4 separate regions of the Sus scrofa genome follow, and all the other regions are linked to region 1. The links are chromatin contacts, called in public Hi-C and HiChIP or PLAC-seq maps. All regions are on one chromosome and are shown on one strand. Each heading gives the region's core, a stretch centred on a gene start, on an enhancer-like site or on the middle of the called end of the contact. The rest is flanking DNA. Distances are from core to core; before and after follow the strand shown.

Region 1 (3,647 bases), core at 406-2,905:
AGTGCCTGTGCCAGCCTGGTGAGCTCTGCTTGTCTGACGTCTTTCCCATTTGCAGACCGAGGCTCCTCTGCTGATCCGGCCCTACTTGGCAGACATGACACTCTCTGAAATCCACGTTGTCATGACCGGAGGCTACGCCACCATTGCCGGCAGCCTGCTAGGCGCCTACATCTCCTTTGGGGTATGTAGAGCCCTCTTTCTGCTTGCTGGAAAGACCTGAACTACCCCCCCACCCCCCTACCCCCTGCCCTTGAGGGATCCCCACAGAGCTCCTGGACAGAGCAACCTGAGGTTTTTTTCTCATGGGCAGTGTCCTGAACCAGGGCCGCTGTGACGGTGAGAGGAGAGGCTTCACCTGAGTAAGGCGGGTTGGGCGGGCTGGACCATCCGGGCTTCTCACACAGCCAGTAGGAGCAAAGGTTTCCAGTGTTCTGCTTACTGAGCACCTACTACGTACCAGACAAAGCACTAGGTGCTTTCGTATCTTCATTTCACAGATGAGGAAATTGAGACTCAGAGTTAAGTGAGATGCCAACGCCAGGATTTGAGCCCAGATCTGTCCGACTCCAAAACTAACACAGACCCACACCTTCGCTGCCCCGGGGATCTGTCCTACTCTTTCTGCACCCTCACCTCCTTGCCTCTTGTGCCCCCTCTGAGCACACGTCCTTCCTCTGCTCCCATATTACTCCTTGTGCAGCTTTTGGAGCACCATTCATTTCCAGGTCAAATTCCAGTGGTATGAATGGGCTTAACCAATCACATCACTGCTGCCTGGCAAAGAGGAAGGAATCTTCGACATGACCCCTACAAAGTGCCTGCTAATAACGCTTTGCATTTGTGTAAAGCACCGTACTTGTTTGTGCTTTCACATGCACGTCTTTAAAGATCCTATTTTTTTCTCTATTAACTATCAAAGAAGTTCTTGCTTCTTGCAGAAGTGAATAAAGTTTTTAAAAAAATCTTCTTCACTCCCACTTCCCATGGAGAACTAGATGACAAGAGCAGTTCTCAAAGGGTGTGTGTGCTCAGGCCAGCAGCGCCAGCTTTACCTGGGAACTTGTTAGAAACACTAATTCCTAGAGTTCCTGTTGTGGTAACGATCCCGACTAGTATCCATGAGGATGTGGGTTCCATCCCTGGCCTCACTCAGTGGGTCGGGGATCCGGTGTTGCTGTGAGCTATGGTGTAGGTCACAGACAAGAAAAGGCTTGGATCCGCATTGCTGTAGCTGTGGCGTAGGCCGGCAGCTCCAGGTCTGATTTGAACCCCTAGCCTGGGAACTTACATATGTTGGGGGCATGGCCCTAAAAAGCAAGAAAAAAAAAAAAAAAAAAAAAGGAATGCAATTCTAGAACTCTCTCCCTTTCCCACATTCTGCCTTGTAGCTCAGCCTCCTTTCCTTCCCTTTCTCAGGCCAGAGTCCAGCCCCTAGCCCCAGGCAGTGGGGCCTCCTCGCAGAAGAGGCCTGTGTACCCATTTCCCTCTAGCTTTACAGAAAGCACAGAGCCCGCAAGGATCAGCCCTGTGGCAGCGGGTCTCCAGCCACCGTAGCTGGCCCGGTGAAAGGCCCATAGCTGACTTTTCCCTCCTCCCGTCCCATCTCTGGATCTGTCCCCAGTCTGTTAACAGGGAAGCTCTCTTCTGCCTCCGCCTGGCTCCTGGATGCCACTGCAGCACCCTGGGCTTTTCCCCAGAGCCCTGTCTCTGTAGCCTCTCCACTCTCCTTTGACTCCCTCCTCCAGGCAGTTCCTCACTATATCTTTGGCTTTGCCCTTAGCCCCTGAATTCCCGAGAGATCCCCCTTATTTTCTCCTCCTTTTTCTTTGTTGCCCAACTTCTGACTCCCTCTGCCCTGCACCCCTCCTACTGCTAAAATCTGGCTAGCTCTAGACCTGCGCTTTCAGACACAGTAGCCAATAACCACACATGGCTATTAAGCACTTGAAGTGTAGCCAGTCTGAAATGAAATCCGCTCTGAGATTTAGTATGAAAAAATGATTAATATATCTTATTAATAGGTTTTATGTTGATTACATGGGTAGAAAGATAATATTTTAGATATATTGGGTTAAATAAAATACATGATTGACATTAACTTCATCTGTTTCTTTTTACTTTTTAAATTGGCTTCTAGACAATTTTTTTTTTTCTTTTTTGGCCACCCTGTGGCATACGGAGTTCCTGGGCTAGGGATCAGATCCAAGCCACAGTTGTGGCCTAGGTCACAGCTGTGGCAATGCTGGATCCTTAACCCATTGTGCTGGGCTGGGGATCGAACCTGCATTCCAGGGCTCCAGAGATGCTGCCAATCTCATTCATCACAGCTGGAACCCCTAGACAATTTTAAATCAATCACAAGTGTGCTTCCCATTATATTTAGATAACACTGGTCTAGATCTTCTCCTTGGTCTGAGATCCCAAGGGTCACTTGACTGAATCCTTTCACTGCGACCTGAAAAGGGACATTGTGACATGTCCTTTTTCAGCATGTTTCCCAAAAGCTTTAAAGCAGGCACTAGCTTTGTCTGTGCTGGCCCCAGATACTGGGTCTCCTTCCTTACCCCTTTGGTTCAGGACCAGTGTGAGATATGTGCTTTGAGCTGTGAACACAGGCTGGGTTGTGCCCCTCAATCAATTGTTCAAGAGTGGAGCCTCTGAGACCAGTTCTGTGAAGTCCCAAGCAGGGCCAAGTGAGAGTCCATCACATGCTTAGTTTTCACTTCTTACTGCCCACCTCACAGCAGTTTTAAGAATTAAATGCAATAATAGACAGAAAACACTTGGCATAATGTTCAAGAAGTGGTCAGGGTTAGAAATCCATCCTTTTAAAACTGGCTCGTTTTATGCTATGTAATTGTCTGGGTTTCTAGCTTTCTTGGTAAAGATATTTTTGAACATTCAAATGAGGGGCTCAGACCCTCTCTGTCTCTTTACATGGGAACCCTTTGGGTAGAGAGAGGAAGGTCTTGGGCGGGAGTGGGTCCTGGATGCTTGAGGAGTCGCTGGCTTGAGGAATCGCTGACCCAGTGCCCCAGACAGCCCTGCCCTGCAGGACTCAGCCCTTTCCAAGATGAGCAGAAATGACCACCTCGGGCATTTGAGGCTGTGGCCACAACTGGCCCACTCAAAGGGCAATGTCCAAGAGTGGGGCAACTGCAGTATGTGTTCCTGCCGAGACTCCACTGAGTTGACAAACCAGATGTAACCTCTAAGCTGAAGGAGGGGAAAGGGTCCTGGCTGGTGGAGGGAAAAGCCCAAGATTCCAGGGTCAGTGTTTATTGTGCCCACTGGAGCTTGGGAGCCAAGGAAGAAGCCAGCAAAATCCCAAAGCCCAGCCCAGAAAGCCCAGAGCGGACATCTGCCTGAGGCTGGCTATTCCCGCAAGGAGCAGGACCTGTGCCTCCAGTGCCTGCGATGGGGGCACATGGGAGGTGGGTGCCAGTGCACATCTGGGGTTTCTGTTTAGCACTGAAAGGAAACAAAGGGGTTTTAAAAGAAGAAGGGAGTTCTGTGGCACAGTGGGTTAAGGATCCAGTGTTGTCACTGCAGCTGCTTGGGTTGCTGCTGTTGTTGCTGTGGTGCAGTTTCAGTCCCTGGCCCAGGAACTTCCATTCACCATGGATGAAATAAAAAAAAAAAAAGAG
Region 2 (3,647 bases), core at 852-3,351, 340 kb before region 1:
CAGAGACAATGTCAGGTCCTTAACCCTCTGAACCACAATGGCAACAAGGAATTTGTTTTAAATGTGATTTGCTCTCTATCTCAATAAGGGGGAAGCTGACATTGGCCAGGGCCGACTTCTCAGAGAATAAGGCAGAGGACAGACATGGCCAGTTCCAGGATTCTCCTGTGACAACATAGTGCCAGTTTCTTGTGGTCATGGGTTGGCTTGGGATAGGAGCAGAGGAAAAGGAACTCTTAGGCTGCTGGGAGCTTTCGGCTATATCCGACCCCCTAACCTCCCACCCCAACCAAACAAATATTTTCCCTTTTGTGTAAATTCCATTCCCAGTGCGAATGGAAAAGTGGAAAAACAAATTTTTGTTAATACAGGATCGTGTCCAAGAATTATCATCCTCAATCATTTTGGAGATCTTGTTGTCTAGGAATGCTAGTCATTGGAGAGATCGTGGCTGGGAATTCTGCATCCAGGATCTCAGTGCAGACTTCTCAGGCCAGCCTGGAGGTGGTGCTGTTTGCATGTAGTCACTTTGGGCTAATTAAGATGCTATCCTACCAAGTATGCAGCACTCAACTGCTGAACCTCGCTTTGCATCTTTATACTTAAATTAGTTCAAGAGGTTAGTTAGTGAAAAATTCGTGAAATTCAAATAATCTTCGGAGTAGTGCAAAAAACTTTCTAAGAGTGACAAAAAATTCAGAAGCTATGAAAAGACAAGACTGACAATTTGGAGAGCATAGACATGTAAAAAAACAGCAAAAAGGGAACAGTAAACTGAGAAAAATAATAGCAACTTTTGTGACAAAAAACCATTTTCTTAATATACTAAGAGCGTTTATGAGTATATTCCATTAAAAAAATTGGAAGATAGGAGTTCCCGTCCTGGCGCAGTGGTTAACGAATCCGACTAGGAACAATGAGGTTGTGGGTTCGGTCCCTGCCCTTGCTCAGTGGGTTAACGATCTGGCGTTGCCGTGAGCTGTGGTGTAGGTTGCAGACGCGGCTCGGATCCTGCGTTGCTGTGGCTCTGGCGTAGGCCGGTGGCTACAGCTCCGATTCAACCCCTAGCCTGGGAACCTCCATATGCCGAGGGAGCGGCCCAAAGAAATAGAAAAAAGACAAAAAAAAAAAAAAAAAAAACCCACTAATAATCATGAAACATTTCTCAAACACTCATGAAATGAACATTAAATTTTCATGAACGTGAAATTTAAATGAAAATTAAATGCAGTCACTTGATTGTGGGTGCCCCCAAAAATTGTTCTGTACAAAAACACCAGATTGTTCTATCACAAACCATTACTGTCTTTCTCTTCATTCTTATATTTTCCCCTTGGGTTTCCAGGCAGTTAGTTACTCACCTGTTGTCATATGGTGATGGAGCAGCCATTCTTCAAGAGCGCCAACCGTGGGAACATCACAATAGAGGCTAATCTCCCATTCTCACCTCCCAGTGCTGAGATTAACAATAAGTAACACTGGGATAGGTACTAAAATGGAGACATGGAGCAGGTGTGCCACGGGCGGTGTCTCTGCCTAAGCAGGTTCCACACAAAAGGAGATGAAGAAAGAATCGGAGGTGCGCGGCAGAAGAGGCGAGACAGGGCTTTCCTCCAGACGCAGGAACAAAGGGGTGTGCAACAGCCAGGTGCGAGAGTAGATCTGCAAGTTGGGGGAGGGGCGCCGGCCTCACAAGAAGGGGTTTCTCTGGTGAAGATTCCTTTCCAGCTCAAGCACTGCTTTCGGCCGTCGAGGGGCCTTACAATACTACTTGCCACACAGTTCACAGTTCACAGTTCTCTTCCATCCAACTTTCCTTTTTTGCAGACAACTGGAAGACTTAAAGAAGTGAAATGACCTGTCCCGGGTCACAGCTCTGGTCCACACTAGGTTGCCTGACTTGCAGTCAACCGCTTGTCCCGCCACTGGCCCTCCCGCACAGCGCAGGCTATCAAGCCCAAACTCCGTTCCTTGGCGGGGTCGGGCGTCTGCCAGGTGGACTACATCTCCCACAATGCCTTCGGCCCAGTCTCCCTCCCGCCACCCGGCTGGGCCCGGATCCGCCAGTAGAAAAGGAGAGTTTCCAGGGGCCGTTCTCGGTGGCCAATGAGCGCGGTGGGGGGCAGGCCTCTCCCGTCCATTGTTCTCGGTGCCCCTCGGGCTTGAGCCGCCGCAACTCCGGAGGGGCCGGGCAGTGCCCGGGGGCGCTTTTGCGCGCGGAGGGACTGCAGGAGCAGGATCTGGTCTCTGGAGAGGTGAGCCCGGAGAGACAGGGCTGGAGCCACGCGGCCGAGGAAGTAGCCCGAGGCGAGGGAATAACGGGCCTGGAGCCAGTGCGGGCAGCCCTGCTGGGGGAGGGGCGTTGGGGGCGCTGTCCGCGTCCCGCGCGCCCAGCTGTCCCGGTTTAGGCGCGGGGTCCGCTGAGAGACCGACGAGATGTGGACTCTTCTCCCTATCAGTGAGCTCTTTGAACGTCCAGCCTTGGTCGCAGGGTTTGGAAGGCACATTGGACGCGATCCCGCGCAGCCCCTCATTTTACGGATGGGGAAACTGAGCTTCAGAGGGGGCGTGTCTTGCTCCGGGTCAAGCAGCGAATTAAACTGATTAAAAACGGTTTCCCGGGCTCCCAGATTAAAGAGTGGTGTTATACCTGTGTTTCTTCTCGCCAGTTGGTAAATGCACATTGAGATCTTCGGTGTTTCCACTAGCTTTTCTTTTTCTTTTAAAAAACTTTTTCCTTCCCTATTTTCTTTTCTTGGGGGAGGAGGAGCGTTATCTGAATATTTATGATGTGATGATTTTTAAAAATAACTTTTGCCTTTTAGTCTTTATTTTAAAGAATTTGTAGTTTCACTGCTGTCAACGTTTTGTAGAATTTCTATACATATTTTTTTCCTTGTGTATATATGTTCTTTTCTAAAAGGAATTGGGGTCATACTGTGTCTGGTTTTTCTGCCTTGCCAGGTTTGTTTTTAATCCATTTATTTTATATTATGAGGATTATCTTAAATCATTAATGATTAATAATTCTTGTGGAGCATAATTTTAAAAATATTTTAAAATACATACAGCAGAGTGCACAGATCTTTAATATGTACACGCTTATGCAACCATTGTCAAATCAAGATCTGGAACATTTCTAGCTTCTTTGAAACACCCCTCTCAGTTACCCTCCCAAAGCCCTAAAAGTAGTCATTATTACATCAGCATAGTTTTTTTTTTTTTTTTTTTTTTTTTTTTTTGTCTTTTTGTCGTTGTTGCTATTTCTTGGGCCGCTCCCGTGGCATATGGAGGTTCCCAGGCTAGGGGTTGAATCGGAGCTGTAGCCACCGGCCTATGCCAGAGCCACAGCAACGCTGGATCCGAGCCGCGTCTGCAACCTACACCACAGCTCACTGGCAACGCCGGATCGTTAACCCACTGAGCAAGGGCAGGGATCGAACCCACAACCTCATTGTTCCTAGTCGGATTCGTTAACCACTGCGCCACGACGGGAACTCCAGCATAGTTTTTAATACATTTTACTGTATGCATGTGTCATAATTTATTAACTCTTCTCCTGTTGCTGGATTCTTAAGGTGTCAGGTGTTTTCTTTGGGGTTTGTTTTTAGAAACAATGTTATGGTTGTGCATCCTTCAAACAAATT
Region 3 (3,647 bases), core at 310-2,809, 290 kb before region 1:
GGCGCTTTCACCACTATGGCCTGGGGTTCAATCCCTGGTCTAGGAACTGAGATCCCGTATCAAGCTGCTGCATGCTGTGGCAAAAAAAAAAAAAAAAAAAAGTCCCTGTAGATGTGAACTCTTGTGTGTATCATATCCAACAGTCTGTGGCTTTGAAGATTTGTCTGTTCCTGGTACTTTGGTTACACACCCTGAGCTTCCACTTTCTCCTCTGCAAAATGCACACAGTGACCATGTCTAGCTCCCTGGGCTGTTACAGTGTTTGCAGTTATTGTTAAAATACAGAAGCACATTGCCCTGTTCTCTAAAGGGGCAAATTTTTGGAGTTAATAACTAAGCTTTTTCTTCTGAAAACTAGACCTTCTGGGACCTTCCTTTCTCATCCCACCTGCCACGTGCAGATATGAGGACAGAAGGCGCATTACCTAAGGACCCCATGTCTCTCCTCGCTCGTCCTTGAGCAGGACTCCCAGTTCCCCTGCCAGATGGGCTTTCGAGTCTGGGGAGAAGCAAAGAACTCTGGAATGACAGTCTCCAGGATCCCGAGGAGATTTGGAAGACTTCCTGTGCAGGTGGGAAATGAGTGGAAGCAAGTGAAAGCCAATATGCCCCCAATAGAGAAGTCAGCCCTGGAATTCTGAACGTGGATGAGCACTGAGCAAGGCTTGGTGGGAACCCAGGCACTTGGCCTTCCTGGGCTATTGTTCTGTGGTGCCAAAACCACAGGAGCTGAGAGAAGAAGAGAAGCAGGTCACACTCAGGCAGGCCTGGTCCCTTTGTTACCTTGGATCATATAGATATAGAGAGTACTAGTGTTTACGATTCCCTTCTTAAATTTCTTTTTTTTCTCTCTTTTTTTATTTTTATTTTTGCTTTTTAGGGCCGCACCTGTGGCACAGGGAGGTTCCCAGACTAGGGGTCGAATCAGAGCTGTAGTTGCTGGCCTACACCACAGCCACAGCCACAGCAACACGGGATCCAAGCTGTGTCTCCAACCTACACCACAGCTCACGACAGTGCCTGATCCTTAACCCACTGAGCAAGGCCAGGAATTGAACCCATGTCCTCATGGATCCTGGTCGGGTTCATTACCCACTGAGCCGTGACGAGAACTCCCCCTTCTTAAAGTTCTATCTGAATTGTAGTTATCATTAGCCATCACTGAACAGGTTAGTAGAAAAAGGGAGCATGGATGACCCCAAGTTAGACCTGCAGTCAACCTTAAATTATTGGAAGCATGAATTTTCTCATGGTTAAGATGAGCTTCCCTCCAAGGCAGGGCTCAGTCATTTTGTTGGAATTTCAGGGGATCTGATAAATAGCATTGTTCTCCCGCTCAGGTTCTAGACCGGTGGAGGGAGACAGTCAGATGCTGAGATGGAAATGGCAGCTTTCTCATTGCTGGCGCTGTTGGAGGACATGTCTGGCTGTGTGGCTACAGTAAGCTTCCTAATACCAGCCTCCAGAGCTGAGTCCCCAGCAGCACTGGACAACCACAGCCTTGTCCTGCAGGGACAGAGCCTATACTGCTGATCTCCTGAGCCGTGTGGGCCAGCTCTGTGTTAATCAGAGAGGCGTTCCTCCCACTCATAAGGAAGGGGTTGGAGAAAGCCCTGCAGATTATCCTAAGGCACGTCCCTCTGCCCAGAGAGCACTATCAGGAAGAGAAACGTGGCTTTTAGTACCAACTGCCAGTGCATAGGTGATGGGAGGAGACGGGAGCCAAGCGCAGAGGCAGAGCTGCTCTGATTGAAGAGGGAGGAGTGGGGCCTGGATCCTGTCGATGGGTTTTCTCCACCTGACCTTCCTACTTAGAAGCTGGTGGAGTGAGTGAGGCTGGGAGTCTGCTGGCCTGAACCATGGCTCAGTCATATCCCAGCTTATTTGTTCCTGGTTAATGGAAAATTGACTGTGTTCTGTCTGTCATCATCAATAACCTGTTTTTAAGTGTCCAGTAAGGATCTCTTTCACACTGTGTCCTTCTGAAACCAGAAAATGGGGAAGTTCCTGTTAGGGCTCAGCAGATTACAAATACGACTAGTATCCTTGAGGATGCAGATTTGATCCCTGGCCTCGCTCAGTGGGTTAAGGATCCGGCATGGTCTCAAGCTATAGTGTAGGTTGCAGATGTGGCTTGGATCTGGCGTTGCTGCAACTGTGGTATAGGGTAGCAGCTACAGCTCCAATTCAACCCCTAGCCTGGAACTTCCATATGCCTTGGGTGTGGCCCTAAAAAGACAAAAAAAAAAAATGTACATTTGCAGTTTCATTTCATTCTTTCAGATCTTGAAGCAAGGACAGAATGAGGAGAATTCAAGCCAGGACATTTCGGAGGAAGCAGAGCTACCCGGAGTGTTGTTAGGAAGATCCAAAATGGACCTTTCCCAATACCTTTGCTGGAGGAAAGATGGGGGAAGTGAATATGGGGCAGAGACGCAATGGGAAATGGCCTTAGACAATGGACAAGAGTCCCTCTCTCCTGTCCTCAGGGAACCCATGTTGGCGAAAAACCCAGTATCTGCTGTGCCTGTGGGAAACGTTTCAGCCTGAGTTCCCACTTAGCTGTCCTCAGATTAGCCCACCTCCATACTGGGGAGACGCGCTGTAAGTGTGGGGAGCGCTGGAGAAGCTTCAGCCAGAGCTCCAGCCTTATTACGCATCAGAGAATCCACACGGGAGAGAAACCCCCTAAGTGTGGTGAGTGTGGAGAGCGTTTCACCAGCAGCTCGCACTTCGGGGCACACTGGTGAACGCACACTGGCAAACACCCCGCCGGTGCCCTGACTGTGGGAAAAGGTTCAGTAAGAGTTCCACCCTCAGAGCACTGTAAACCAGCTATAATGGAAAAAATAAAAGTCATCAGGAAAAAAAAATAAGAGTTCCACCCTCCCCGGCCATCACGAGAGAAACCCTGTGGATGTCTGGAGCGTGGGCAAGTTTCAGTGACTGCTCACACCTCGTACCCAGGGGCAAATCCCCAAGGGAGAGCCCCTGCAGGTGCGGGGAGTGTGGGAAAGGCCTTGGTCAGAGCTCAGGTCTTATTCTTCACCAGAGAAGCCACGTGGGGAGAAACCCTGGGACTGTGCGGCATGCGGGAGGCAACTCAACAACTGCTCACGTTTTAGTGCACGTCGGAGAACACGCGTGTCTTTCAAGCATCAGGTCTGAAAACACTGGAATCCTCCTCCAAAGGGGTTTGTGTTCCGTACCATGACCCCCACAGGAGATGGAGAGAGAATTCAGGTCTCTGCCCAACAGGCTGAATTTATTTCTCATAAATACACATTCGGATTGTGAAATACTCCTCGGGGCTTTCTAGGCCAGGCCGTTAAAATGGAAGCTAATTTCCAGGGGATTCAGAGATGACGATTTCTGTTTTTCGTCTTTTTAGCGCCACACCCCGGGCATATGGAGGTTCCCAGGCTAAGGGCGGAATTGGAGCTGTAGCCACTGGCCTACACCACAGCCACAGAAACTCAGGATCTGAGCAGCGTCTGCACCCTACACCACAGCTCACGGCAATGCTGGATCCTCAACCCACTGAGTGAGGCCAGGGATCGAACCTGCATCCTTGTGGATCCTAGTCGGGTTCTTAATCCGCTGAGCCACAATGGGAACTCCCCAGAGACTACTTCTGAATTTGACTG
Region 4 (3,647 bases), core at 802-3,301, 270 kb before region 1:
CGCAACCTACCCACAGCTCACGGCAACACCAGATCCCCAACCCACTGGGCAAGGCCAGGGATTGAACCCGCAACCTCATGGTTCCTAGTCTGATTCGTTAACCACTGCACCACGACGGGAACTCCACCCTAAGTCTATTTTTGATAAAGTATAATTGACTTCTTGCTCTAGTAGCCCTCTGCAAATCACAGGAGCACTTATTTCTATCCATATTTCCCTCCCTGTATTGGATTACAGGGGCAGGTCCAGTACTTCTAGTCTCTCGCTAGTATCCAGGACAATATTTAGTAGACAATAGGAGCTTTGTAAAAGTTTAATAAATAAGTAGAAGTAGGAATTCCCATCGTGGTGCAATGGAAATTAATCCGACTAGGAACCATGAGGTTGTGGGTTCGATCCTGAGCCTTGCTCAGTGAGTTAAGGATCTTGTGTTGCTGTGGCTATGATGTGGTCCGGTAGCTACAGCTCCCATTCGACACCTAGCCTGGGAACTTCCATATGCCATGGGTATGGCCCATATATATTTCAAGTTACCTGGTTTTCTTTTACAGAAAGTCTGAGAGGTAATATCAGATGAAGAATCTCATTTTTTTTCAGGCTTTCATAGCCAGCAACCAAGATTCCTGGAAAAAGAAGCAGAAGTAGCTGTGACAAACTGTTGGAAATATTCTGGTCCATGACTGGGTCTAGACTCTTTGCCAAATTCTCCAAAGAAAACATAAACTCCTTTGCTATTGGTATGAAGCCTTGTATTGGGGGATGGACGAGATCTAGATCTTATATTAATAAGAGGAATATTAACAAAATATATCTGAAGGAGGGAAGAGGAAAATGTTCTGTAAGAACATTTGCAGTGGGATTGTGGGCAGTTTGCAGAGAATTTAAAAAATAATCTTATATTGCCTTTTTTAATTAAAAAAGTAAAGCGATACCATAACAACAACAACGAAAGGAGGAATATTAAATGCTGATGGGGCATGAAATTGCTACAAGTGACCGAGAGGCTCTCAAGCTCCCAGAAGAGTGATTGGATCCTTCTGGGCTGAGCCCCTGAGTTCAGACTTGAGGAATGGGATTCTTTCTTTCAGGGTCATGCAGGACATATCACCTTTGTCACCAATCCATTCAAGGACTCGAGTGGCTCCCGAGAGGTCGAATTCATGGAAATCCTGGTACCTGCATGATAGGGACACAAGGTCACGCGATGCATGGCACTTTTACAACTGTTAAAGAACTCCGAGATGGCAGCATGGTTTGGTGGTTGGGGACCTGGCTCTGGAATCAGGCAGAACTGGATGGAGTCTTGTTACACTTTTTACCCTCTGTGTGAATGGGAACAGACCAGTCAAATTTCCCTGGCTTTGTCCTCATCTGTAAAATGCAACTCCCAAAGTACCCAGGCTTCCCAGGGTTGATATGAGGAATCAATGAGATAATTTTTTTTCCTTTTTTTAAAGGCTGCATATGGAAGTTCCCAGGCTAGGGGTCCAATCGGAGCTACAGCTGCTGGCCTTCACCACAGCCACAGCAACGCGGAATCCGAGCCCTGTCTTCGACCTGCACCACAGGTCAAGGCAACGCCAGATCCTTAACCCACTGAGCCGGGCCTGGGATTGAACCCGCATCCTCATGGATACTAGTCGGGTTCGTTTCCGCCGCGCCACAACGGTAACTCCAATGAGATAATTTTTAAGATTGAACGCAGAGTCTGGAGCAAAATAAACAATCACTTATGTTATTATCCTTCACAAGCACTGCTCCTACGAGTACTTCACAAAATTTGCACACACCAGAAGGTGCCATTTCCCAGATGGGGGAGCCCAGGCCCATGCGCATCCGTCCCGCCCCACACCAAGATTCTCTTCGCGCCCCACCCCGCGCCCATCCGCCCCTAGGCCAGCTTCAGGCACGGATTCCACGTCCCCAGGCCCACACGACTTACAAGCGTAAAGATTCCACCAGCCAGTCCTCCGCGGGATCCATGGCAACTGTTGCTTCCGGTACCGCACTTCCGCTTCTGAACCTTCCTGGGCAGGGGCAGCCATCTCGCGAGAAGTGGGCGCGGCTTGCTCTGATCGGGGGCGGGTCTCATGCCAGGGGACCCTAGACATGTCTTAGCGCTGCTGCGCGCTTGCGGGGGTGCGCTTGCCAGGCTAGGTCCGCGATTCTCCGTGTAAAATCTCCCAGAAAAGTGACATAAAGCCAGGGATTTCCAAGATGTCAGTTCCAGGCGGGGTCTGAGGGACCATATACCCGCCCGTTTTATGACCGGGTTGTGCAGATCGTTGGAAAAAGCCAGATAAAATACAGGACGCCCAGTTAAATGCGAATTTTAGGTAAACAATGAATAATATTTTAAGTATTCTCCTGCAATATTTAGGATATTATATACGAAGTTCGACGATAACTGGATGTCCTGTATTTTTATCACTAACTGGCAACCCCACAATGCCAGAGAAGAGAGTAAGGGGACATTGGAGTCTGGATCCCAACTCAGATCTCCTGAGTGTGCGCTGGGCACTCCCGTCAAAGCGTAGCATGAGAGTGAAATCAGAAGGGGTAAGCAAAGCCCTATCCTGTAGTGTAGGCAACTTCCTTTCACAGGAGGGAAACAGAAGCCTCTTAACCTCTGCCAGTAGGTGGCAGACGCAAGAACAGAAAAGCTCCTGGCACAGGTCCTAGCTTATAGCGGGCCTTGAGTATCTGCTGAATGAGTGAATGAGGAGGAGTCCAGAGTCAGTGTTAGGCTAGTGTCATTTGGTGTTCTGGGCTCTTTGGGGTCAGCCCCATCCCACGGAACACCGGGTCCTCCAGTCCCCCTCCCCTACTGATCCCTCAAACATGGCTAGAAGGAGAGGACTAGACAGTCTATGTAAAGAGCAGGATTTTATTCACAACTTCAACAGGGAAGCAAGACATACAGCAGGGACGTCATTTGCATCTGCATTGGTGATATTCCTGGCAACTCAACCAGAAATCACAGTAATGGAGTTACAGATATTTAAGCCCATGATTTACATCCAGATGGGACCACCAGGGTCCCATTCAGAGCCTTCTCTGGGGTGCACAGCCTAAGCCATGTTGTGGAGTCTTCCTGATTCGTGGCATCACTTCTCCAGCGTTTGCACCAGCAGCCTCCTGTACTGAAGGGGAACATACAGAGTAATTGACCTGGGCAGAGGGGGAAAATGTTAGGGGCATCCTGCCATTCCTAAATCTAGGCATCCACGGAGGTAGGCGGAGGTAGGCTCTTGGAAGGGTCAGGGAAGTGGTTTTCTGAGTATAAGAACCTCAACTTCAGAGTTCCCATTGTGGCACAGTGGTGAACGAATCCGACTAGGAACCATGAGGTCTCGGGTTCTATCCCTGGCCTCGCTCAGTGAGTTAAGGATCCAGCGTTGCCATGAGCTGTGGTGTAGGTCGAAGATGCACCTTGGATCCCGAGTTGCTGCTGTGGCTCTGGCGTAGGCCGGTGGCTACAGCTCCGATTAGACCCCTAGCCTGGGAACCTCCTTATGCCGTGGGAGCGGCCCTAGAAAAGGGAAAAAGACAAACAAACAAACAAAAACCCTCAACCTCACAAGTGATCGTGATAGTCAAAGATCATAGAAGTCAGGTCCAAGTACCATGCCTGGCCCTGGGCCAGT

What was found. Hi-C and Micro-C count contacts between places; a contact is called where the count stands out from the background. HiChIP or PLAC-seq counts read pairs in DNA pulled down with a chosen protein or histone mark.
Region 2: a contact with region 1 is called in a Hi-C map of skeletal muscle, with 8 times the contacts expected there. The contact joins the promoter of ZSCAN2 here to the enhancer-like site in region 1. A contact is called at or near these places in 2 of 5 promoter capture datasets (fetal liver and liver), 22 of 47 Hi-C or Micro-C datasets (alveolar macrophages, blood, embryonic fibroblasts and 12 more) and 1 of 2 datasets of contacts at active chromatin or transcription factors (alveolar macrophages).
Region 3: an H3K27ac HiChIP or PLAC-seq map of alveolar macrophages shows a contact between it and region 1. The contact joins two enhancer-like sites. A contact is called at or near these places in 2 of 2 datasets of contacts at active chromatin or transcription factors (alveolar macrophages and skeletal muscle).
Region 4: a Hi-C map of skeletal muscle shows a contact between it and region 1, with 8 times the contacts expected there. The contact joins the promoter of WDR73 here to the enhancer-like site in region 1. A contact is called at or near these places in 1 of 5 promoter capture datasets (liver), 19 of 47 Hi-C or Micro-C datasets (alveolar macrophages, brain, embryonic fibroblasts and 10 more) and 2 of 2 datasets of contacts at active chromatin or transcription factors (alveolar macrophages and skeletal muscle).

What each region holds. Positions count from the first base shown.
Region 1 is chr7:52,617,304-52,620,950 of Sscrofa11.1, reverse strand. It overlaps SLC28A1 (solute carrier family 28 member 1), which reads left to right. Exons shown (of 18, transcript NM_214112.1): 11 at 56-181. Among named protein-coding and RNA genes, the nearest start is that of SLC28A1, 34 kb to the left of the region's middle. Within about 2 kb of position 1,655, at least 30 of the 83 cell types and tissues checked have an H3K27ac peak or open chromatin away from gene starts, as enhancers often do. A contact at or near this core is called in alveolar macrophages, retroperitoneal adipose tissue, skeletal muscle and 1 more, where this site is marked.
Region 2 is chr7:52,956,461-52,960,107 of Sscrofa11.1, reverse strand. It overlaps ZSCAN2 (zinc finger and SCAN domain-containing protein 2), which reads left to right and starts at 2,101. Exons shown (of 9, transcript XR_002345788.1): 1 at 2,101-2,255.
Region 3 is chr7:52,911,868-52,915,514 of Sscrofa11.1, reverse strand. It overlaps ZSCAN2 (zinc finger and SCAN domain-containing protein 2), which reads left to right. Exons shown (of 9, transcript XR_002345788.1): 8 at 359-572; 9 at 2,284-3,647. Among named protein-coding and RNA genes, the nearest start is that of WDR73, 26 kb to the right of the region's middle. Within about 2 kb of position 1,559, at least 2 of the 83 cell types and tissues checked have an H3K27ac peak or open chromatin away from gene starts, as enhancers often do. A contact at or near this core is called in alveolar macrophages, where this site is marked.
Region 4 is chr7:52,885,872-52,889,518 of Sscrofa11.1, reverse strand. It overlaps WDR73 (WD repeat-containing protein 73), which reads right to left and starts at 2,051. Exons shown (of 8, transcript XM_021098905.1): 1 at 1,943-2,051; 2 at 1,109-1,176; 3 at 535-623. The coding sequence starts at 1,983. NMB (neuromedin B) reads right to left here. Exons shown (of 3, transcript NM_001123145.1): 3 at 2,908-3,143. The coding sequence ends at 3,108.